Regions from separate parts of the Canis lupus genome. Here region 2 is linked to region 1. Evidence: chromatin contacts called from public Hi-C data. All regions are on one chromosome and are shown on one strand. The core of a region is the stretch at or near the end of the contact, and the rest is flanking DNA. Distances in the headings are between cores, read along the strand shown. Region 1 holds the start of SLC25A11 (mitochondrial 2-oxoglutarate/malate carrier protein). Region 2 holds the start of MED11 (mediator of RNA polymerase II transcription subunit 11).

The links. Hi-C and Micro-C count contacts between places; a contact is called where the count stands out from the background.
Region 2: a contact with region 1 is called in a Hi-C map of blood, with 2.5 times the contacts expected there. The contact joins the promoter of MED11 here to the promoter of SLC25A11 in region 1.

What each region holds. Positions count from the first base shown.
Region 1 is chr5:31,880,714-31,885,238 of UU_Cfam_GSD_1.0, reverse strand. SLC25A11 (mitochondrial 2-oxoglutarate/malate carrier protein) reads right to left here and starts at 2,423. Exons shown (of 8, transcript XM_038536549.1): 1 at 2,326-2,423; 2 at 830-982; 3 at 538-744; 4 at 280-370; 5 at 96-186; 6 at 1-9. The coding sequence starts at 981. RNF167 (E3 ubiquitin-protein ligase RNF167) reads left to right here and starts at 1,892. Exons shown (of 10, transcript XM_038536541.1): 1 at 1,892-2,030; 2 at 2,335-2,524; 3 at 2,978-3,058; 4 at 4,295-4,368. The coding sequence starts at 1,986.
Region 2 is chr5:32,028,272-32,032,796 of UU_Cfam_GSD_1.0, reverse strand. MED11 (mediator of RNA polymerase II transcription subunit 11) reads left to right here and starts at 2,548. Exons shown (of 4, transcript XM_038536589.1): 1 at 2,548-2,733; 2 at 2,920-3,050; 3 at 3,170-3,275; 4 at 3,696-4,525. The coding sequence starts at 2,649. The coding sequence ends at 3,796. CXCL16 (C-X-C motif chemokine 16) reads right to left here. Exons shown (of 6, transcript XM_038536588.1): 6 at 4,182-4,525.

The sequences.
Region 1 (4,525 bases), core at 1,174-3,673:
AGAAGTAGCCTGGGGGAGGCGAGGCAGGGGTGACAGTCAGTGCGGAGCTGGCCCGGGGCAAGGCCGGGGGCTGAGGGCCCAGCTCTGGGTCTCACCTGAGTCCAGTAAGAACTGCTTGGATTGGGAGTAGGAGGCGAGCTGAGCTGCATTGACCACAACAGCACGAGCCATGGTAGGGATGCAGCCCTGTGGGGAGCGGGGACGGGGGTGAGGTTGTGGTGTCAGAAATGGCTGAAACCTGCCCCCTCCTGATCCCCAGTCTCCATCCCCTTCACTCACCCTCCATAATGTGGGGACTCCCTCCTCCCGGGCGATTCGGATCAGGGCATTAAACACATTTTTGTAGCCACGGCGCTGGTCAGGTGGAAGCCTAGTGGGAAGGTGGGGAGAGGCCAAGCTCAGGATACACCACTCTGCCCCACAGGAGCAAAGAAAGGGAGGCCAGGACACATTAGTGCTCTGCTCCAGACCAAGAAATCCATTCTGAGTCTAGATTCCAGGGAACAGAGCTAGGGCAGGCTCAGACCTGGAACTCACCGGCCGTCGGCAGTCATGCGGATGAGTGCCACCTCAGCTGGCGTTCCCACAAAGGCACCAGTTGCACCTGCCGTCATGCCAATCAGGGCCTTCAGCAGAAAGCCAGGGGGTGTACCATCAGCCCCCGTCAGGCGCTCAAACAGCACCGTATAGATGCCAAGGCGGGTGGTGGTGTAGGTGGCCTGGCGCAGCAGGCCAGCTGACAGCCTGGGGAGCGAAGGGGTCAGTGCATCAGGCCCAGGTCTGGAGTTGCCAACCCATACCCTACGCCCCCATCTTGTGGCCCCAGTACCCAGTGTAAATGCCCCTCAGCCCTTCTGCCCTCAGGATGCTGGTGAGGGCATGGAAGCTAGTTTTGTACTCTCGTGTCTTGGCTCCCTCTCCGCTCAGCTGCATCCGGTTCTTCACCAGATCCAGCGGTTGCACAAACACCGTAGCTCCCATCCTGGAAGAAGACAGAAGCAGGGTCAAAAGCCAGGTGTCCCTTGACTACCGTCCTATGCCCACTGGAACCTAGCAACGAGATGTCACAAGGTACAGGGCCTGCCACGTGATTAATTAAGTGTTCAGGAGGCTAGTGGCTATGTGTGTAAGTCTCTGCGTGGACCAACAGCCACAGGTCTGAAAAGTCCAGCAGTCCAGCGAGGGCCATACAGTGAAAGTGTTCCACGGAGTTCCAAGGGGGTCAAGTGGTGACCTGAAACTGCCTGCAGTCCCACCCAGAGAGAGGAGAGGGGGCACTCATGACCTGCGGCTTCGCCCAGTCCGACAGGTACCATGCAATGACCTGGAACCGCACACGATCCGGGAGAGCCAAGCAGTGGGTGCGAAACTCCAGAGAAGGCCGGGGGGCCAAGCAAGGAGGCTGCGAGCAAGGAGGGTGCACGCAGCCCAGCGGGGGCCGTGCATTGGGTGAGAAGTCCTGGCAGCCATCAAGAACCTCGGCAACGCGCTGGGGACCGCGCTGACCCCGTGCCGCACACCCGAATCCCAAGCGGGCCCGACTCCTTGCAACCGGCCCTTCCTCCTCCCTTCCCGGCCCCGGGGCCCGAGCTTACCCTGCCAGGCCCCCAAATAGGAACTTGACGGACTTAGGGGAGGTGCGGGGCTTCCCGTCCACCCCGCCGGCCCCAGGACTCGCCGTCGCCGCCATCGCCGCTCAGTGGCCCTCGGCGCCGGGTCCTGTGCGCGCGCGGTCCCACTCGCGCCCAAGGTGACACCGCGCGCGCAACAGGGCCGAGGGCGCGCGCACGCCCCTCCGGCTCTCGGGTCCAGCTCCAGCTGGAAGCCGGCGCAGGCGCAGGCGCGCGGCGCAAAGGCGGCCGGGAGAAAGGCGGAGCCGAAGGCGGGGCCTCCAGGAGGGGAGCGGGAAGGGGTGTGGCCGGCTCAGGAAGCCATAGCTTAGACGCAGTTTTCACGAGATTGGACTCGCGGGAAAATAAGAGGGTATGGAGATCTCGCGAGACAGAGTGCGCCTGGGAAGCCAGAGCGAGGTGTGGAGGTTGGCCTGGGTATGGGGTGGGGAAAGAGGGTGTCTCTCGCGATAGCACGCAGCGAGCATTCGGAGGGTGGGAGGGAAAGTGTGGCGAGGACTCTCGCGAGACTGGAAGGTACCGCGGCCGCGGCGGCGGCGGCGGGCCCGGGATGGTGGAGAGGTTCGTAAATCGGACCGCTCCGAGATCCCGGGCGTCAGAGGGGGAACGACTAGGTCGTCTGCTGGGGCTTGGGCGCTCGCTGCATCTGCAGAGGCACGCCCTCCACCCACCCTCCCTCCACTCCCAACCTTTCCTTTGACAGGCCTTTCAGGACCGGAAGTCCTTCCTCTTGAGCGCCCAATGCCGGAGGCGGCCTGACTTTCTTTCCCGGAAGCCCTTTTCCAGCCGCGAGGAAGACAGTTCACCTGCCCGGAAGTCCCGCCTCTCGGGGCGTCCCCACCCTGCCAGAAGTTCTCCTGTCACCTGTGCCGGCTTCCGGGCCCCCTTCCCGGGTTTGTCCCTGCGCCCGCGGAGGATCTGTTTGGTGTCTCCCTCCCTGCTCCACGGGCCGGGCTGGGGACCCCGCTCCCGGACCCAGGGTTCGACCCCCGCGCCCCCATGTAGCTGGGAAGCGGGGCCTGGGGGTGGTCGGACCCCTGGGATTCTGAAGGGGGACGGAGAGGGCGCGGAACCCCGCTTGTGCCGCTGCTGCCGGGACGCGGCGTCCTCGGGATCCCCCCGTCGCTGCCATGCGCCCCGCGGCCTTCCCGCTTCCTGTGGTCGTGGCCGCCGTGCTGTGGGGAGCGTCCCCCGCGCGGGCGCTCATCAGAGCGGTGAGTCTGGGGACCTGTGCGCGAGGGGACGCCGGGGGCGGGGCTGCAGGGGTGTCGTCCCCCGCGCGGGGAGGGGGCGCCGGAGGGCGGGGCTGCAGGCTCCTGGGGGAACACGGGCTCTCCTGTCCGCAGACCTCCGACCACAATGCCAGCATGGACTTTGCAGACCTGCCAGCTCTCTTTGGGGCTGCCCTGAGCCAGGAGGGACTTCAGGTGATTGCTTTCCCTTTGACCCTTTTCCCTACATCCTCTCTTGTGGGCGGGGAAGGGGATTAGGGCAGCCCTTTGCCCTCGCAGTGTAGGAAGTACAGGTGCAGGAGCGCAGGTAGGATGGAATTCGGAATCTGGAGGGAGAAGACAGTCTGCCCCCGGAACCTTGAGCCTGGTGGAGGGGCGCTGGAAATTGACTACGATGACAGGTGGGCATGGGGTCAGCAGGGTCTCTGGAGCCAGCTCTAGGGTTATATGGTTGTATGATCTCTCTGCAGCCTGGTATGTGTTACTGTAAATAGGGTTGAGGGAGGTTTTCTCGAGGTTATTGTAAGAAGTGATTTTAGTGGTTTTGTAATACTTCAGCATTAAGTCTGTTGTGTTAAAGCAAAAATTCAGTTGGGCCATAGGTGTCAGTGTAGTTGGTAGCAAGAAGGGTGGTTGGATGATTGAGCAATTGAACGTGGTAGGAAAGAAAGAAACAAAGGAACACTGCCAGTGTGGGGATTTTCAAGGTCTTATTGGCTTTAGTCAACAGTTCATGAATCGGGCAGCATCCTGTCTAACAGATAGAAAGGAGCTTCGAAGAGCTGTACGGAAATGACAGACTTTTGTAGGCACGAGGTGGCAGGACAAGTAAGTTTATGCTAGTGGTAGAACTGACCGTGGCGAGATGGTCTTTCTGAGAGGGATGGCAAGGATCTGTTGGGCAGCTGACCTCGCGAGATCTGAGCGGGTGATTCCAGATGGGCTGGTTTACAATTCTGTTCTTGGGGGAGGCCGAATCTGTACTTCAGTTAGGTTTTTAAGTCTCAGTTTGGTGCTGTGGGGCTTAGCGCAAGTGACTCTGTTTTGGGGTTCTTGCTGTATTCCTAACAGAGGGGAGTGTGTCCTGTAGGAGTGTGTGCTGGGGAAGGGCCCGGGGAACAGAGCCTGCCAGGGAGCAACCCGGCTGAGCGGAGGATTGGCTTACAACATGGGAAACTGAAGGCCGAAGAATCTGAATTAGCTTGGAGTGTGGGACAGGGAGAGGGGTGATGGGGGGTTTGGCCAAGGGCTATCGTTTGAGGCACTTGCATCTTCAGGAGGTGGACTTCTGAGTGGGGCGGGATGCTCCAGGGTGAAGGAGTGAGGGGCAGAGTATGTGCAGTGGGGGGGAGCCAGTATGTTAGGTGGGCCCCTGTGGGGAGTGGAACCTGCTGACATGGAATCCAACTGCTGTTTGTTTCTCTTCCCTAGGGCTTCCTTGTGGAGGCTCACCCAGCCAATGCCTGCAGCCCTATTGCCCCTCCACCCCCAGCCCCGGTCAATGGGTCAGTGTTTATTGCACTGCTTCGAAGATTCGACTGCAACTTTGACCTCAAGGTTGCTGACTGTGGAGGGGGAGCTGGGAAGCTGAGGGTGACCTGAGGCACTGGGATGCAGGAAGGCCAGGGCCACAATGGCCGCTCATCCCCGGCCTCGTCTCCC
Region 2 (4,525 bases), core at 1,299-3,798, 150 kb before region 1:
GTGAGACCATATGACTGTTTCCTTCCATGGAATGAGAGTAGAAATTATCTGGGGGACACCTGGGTGGCTCAGTGGTTGAGCACCTGCCTTTGGCTCAGGGTGTGATCCTGCAGTCTCAGGATCGAGTCCCACATCAGGCTTCCTGCTTGGAGCCTGCTTCTCCCTCTGCCTACATCTCTGCCTCTCTCTTCTGTGTCTCTCATGAATAAATAAATAAAATCTTAAAAAAAAAAAAAAAAAGAAATTATCTGGGCCACTTCCTGGTCACCTGAGCCAGGTGAGCCTCCTCCACATTTCCTCTTCATCCTTGCCGCCGCCTGCCTCTGACCCAGGAATGGTAGCAACCCAGTTTTGACAGGACGGACAGCACTGCCCCAGAGCAGCGGTCTTCAGATTTCACTGTGCAGACAGATCACCTGAGGATCTTCAAACACAGATACTGATTCAGAAGATGTGCTTGGGGCCTGCGACTCTGTAGTTCTAGTGAGCTTCTAGGTAATGTCAATGCTGCTGGCCTGCAGACCACACTCTTGAGTACAAGACCCTACAGGCTGGCAAAGCTGCACTTTTAGCCTTGATCTTCGTATGACCTGTGGAACATGCTGAACTACCCACGCTGGGCTGTTTTTTGGGAAAAAAAAAAAAATTAAGTTCTATGTTATTGAATCATTGCATTTTTAGCCTTCATCCTAGCACCACTGGGGTATAGAATTCCAGATTAGAACAACTTAGTAAATAAACTTTCATTTAATACCTATTTTCTCGTTTTAGTTCTAAGCTTTTTTTTTTTTTTTTTTTTTAATTAATTTAAGTAATCTCTACACCCAACATGGGGCTTGAACTCACTACCCGGAGATCAAGAGTCACATGCCCTTCTGACTGGGCCAGCCAGCTACCCCTAATCTCTGTTTTCAATACAACTGTGCCCAGTGGGGCAGGGGCAGGTGGGGAGGGCCTTCCATGCCAAAGGCCCTGTTTTCCACCTTCAACAACAACAACAACAAAACCTCCAGTATTTGATGGGTTGGAGCTGAGTGGTTGTACAGAGATATATACAGCAAAGGAGAAAATCTGGGGAAGGGGTATCTATTTCAAATAATCCTCCTCATTTTAGTATCACCTACATCCCAGTTGTACACGATGCCACTAAATTAAGAGTAAATCATGTTGCTTTGAAGCTTTCTCCACTGCTGGCTTAATGACCACTTCACTGCTAAATCAGTCACCACTTTCCCTCTGTCTTCCAGCTTCTACTTAATTTTGCTATTAATTCCTATCCCTGGAACACCTGGGTTGCTCAGTGGTTGGCCATCTGCCTTTGGCTCAGGTTGTGATCCCAGGACTGGAGATGGAGTCCCACATCGGGCTCCTTACAGGGGGCCTGCTTCTCCTCCCTCTGCCTGTGTGTCTCTGCCTCTCTTTCTGTGTCTCTCATAGATAAATAAATAAAATATTTTTTAAAAATTCCTCTCTCTCTCTGACCCCTTAATAAAAATTCCCTTGCTGTTACTTTATTAGGATTTTAAAAAGGAGTGAAGTTCCATGCGAGGTCCCTCACACTGAACTCAAAGTCTCCATTCATCTTGCTATCCCTGAGCCAACCAGCTTCATTCCCAATCTTCCAGAGGCTGTCCCCCTCCCCCGCCAAAGGTACACCTGGCCATAACACACTTCTTGTTATGAAGATCCTTCAAGGGTTCCCAAGGGCTTCGGGAGCAAAGTCCAAATGACTTAGCTGGGAAGCCCCTTGCTGATCTGGCTCCAACTCCATCAAGCCGCTGCCACATTGCACTGGCGGCTCCCGTCAAACTGGCTCCCTGGCTGCACCGGCGCTGCACCAGGCACCCCCTTCCTCAGCACCATGCACCCGCTGGGGCCGACCCCCTCTTCCACTGCAGCCTCTCGTCCACCTGATGATCCCTAAGCTCGTCTCCAGCAACGCTTATCCCCTCCACCCCCGCTCCAATCCTCTCTCTGGGCTCCCGGAGGGCCACCTCGCTGTCACGTGACAGTCCATCCCATTCATCCCGCAGCCCCAGACCCCACCTGTACCAGGCAACCAGAAAGGGAAAGGGGGAAGGCTGAAAGGAGCCAGCTCCTGTGAACAAGCTGCAAAGCCTGGGTGTCAGCGGGGCTCCCGCCCGCGGGGGCAATCGCTGGGGCGATGAACAAGGCGACACTCACCGGGTCAGGCCTCCCCAGGCCCCGACGGACGGCGGAGCGGGCCGGGCAAGCAGAGCATCCCAGAGCTCCCACCATCATCCCCCAGCACCAGCAGCCGCGCGGGCGCTTCTCGTAGAAGAAACCAAATACAGACGCGCCCCCACCCGCCACCCCCGCTCCGGGAATGTCGCGAAGGCTGCGGGCTGAGGGACCTCGGGCGGGGAAGCCAGGCTTCACGACCGCCTCTTACCACAGTTGGTCGCGAGGTGGCGGTGGCGGTGGCGGCGCAAACCGGGGAGTGCGCACAACACCCTGGGAGTTTGTAGTCCCCCCGCCCCCCGCCAGGCGAGACCGCGCCGAGCATCCTGGGAATTGTAGTCGCAGCCCGAGCACGCCCTGCGCAGGCGCACACCGACAGCCGTTTCCGGGCTCCCGCGTCGCGTCTCGCCGAGGAGAAAAGCCCGTGGAGGGCTCACCGAGCGACGATGGCTACCTACAGCCTGGCGAACGAGAGGCTCCGCGCCCTGGAGGACATCGAACGGGAAATCGGCGCCATTCTGCAGAACGCAGGTTCGGGACGCGACGGCTGGTGGCGGGGAGCGAGGCGGGGCAGGGCTGCACCTGTGCCTGCCGCCGCCCCTCAGCAGGGATGAGAGGGCCCCCCCCAGAGGGACTCCCCCAGGTGGCCGCGGTGGGGGGTGGGGCAGGCAGCACGGCTCGCTCCGGCTAGCGCCGGCCCTGTCTCCTCCCCCGCAGGGACCGTGATCCTGGAGCTGTCCAAGGAGAAGACCAACGAGCGGCTCCTGGACCGGCAGGCGGCGGCCTTCACGGCGTCTGTGCAGCACGTGGAGGCGGAGCTGTCGGCTCAGATCCGCTACCTCACCCAGGTGTGTACGTGGTGGGGTGCTGGCCCCCTCCCGCTCTCCGCCCCTGCCCTGGCCGCCGACACCGCGGGCACCCCAGACCCCACCCTCTATCCCATCCCCCCATCCTACCCCCCTCCCAGCCAGCCAGCCAGCCAGCCAGCCGAGACCCGGGACTGGGTGACCCTTCCAGACCCAGCTTCTCCTTCCTGAAGGAAATACTTAAAGGTGGCCCTGCCCAATTCACTGGTAAGCGCTACGAGAGCCGCTGGACAGGGAAGCCCTGGGAAAGAATCTGTGAACCCTGCCAAAGCCACAAGAGTTTGCACTCAAGACACTTGACCTGACCTTGGGGCCCTGAAGTGGCAACGCCCTAAGAAAAGGGACAAGGTTCAGAGGGTTCTGGAGTCTTTTTTTATAACAGCAACCGCCCTGCATTAAGTTTTTACAATGTGTCAGAGATTGCAACAAGTCTAGGAAGTAGTTACTGTTGCCCACACTTGATAGATGAGGTTAACAAGTGAAGTGATTTACTCTAGGTCAGCCAGCCACCTCCCCAGCCTTAAAGGCTTCACACCCAGGGAAGAAATGAGATGGGAAAGCCGCTACTTGGCTGGGGAGATGGGGAAGGGAAGGGGTGCCTCACTGACCCATCTGAATATCCTGTAGGTGGCCACGGGGCAGCCCCACGAGGGCTCCAGCTACTCTTCCAGAAAGGACTGTCAGATGGCCCTGAAGCGAGTGGACTATGCTCGCCTCAAGCTCAGTGATGTGGCCCGAACCTGTGAGCAGATGCTGGAAAACTAGGCCAACCTAGCAAGAACTTGGAGACCACCACCGGCACTCTGGACAAAACCTGGAGACCTGTACAGTGGGCAGTAGGGGCTGCCACACACGTGCCCTACTGGACTGAGTATGCAAGGGCTGAATGGCAGAAAGTGGGAACGGAGAATCTTGTGAGACCAAGCCTGCCCACAGTGATGCCCTGGCTCCTCCAGCAGGGTGCTCTGCTCACCACAAAACTGCTGACAAGTTCAGGCAGAGGGGAGATTCAGACACCAATCTTACTTCCTCAAACCTTTCATGTCCCTACCCCAGGCTTCTTCAGACTGGACTAATGGAGGCACGTTCTTTTTCATTGAAAGAGACAAAACCAGAACTAGGGGCTTTAATAATAAAAACAACAGCAATGAAAGCAAGGAGCTCAGACTCTCACTGGAACATATGTGGGTGATATGAACAGGGATTGAGGAAATAAAACCCAAGTGCATGGCACCTGCTGAGGAACGGTGGGAAGGCCCACCCCCGCACTGTGGGGGTGGAAGGAGGAAGCAGGAGAGGCCTGAGGCTGGGGAGGAACAGCTGGTGTGTGATGAGAGACTGGGACTAGGGGGCAGTGGGATCCTCAGCAGAGAAGCTGAAGCCAGGAACCATGGTAAGGGGCAAGGGCATGAGGGCAATGTCTGCAGAAAAAAGAGCCAATAATTATAAAAATAATC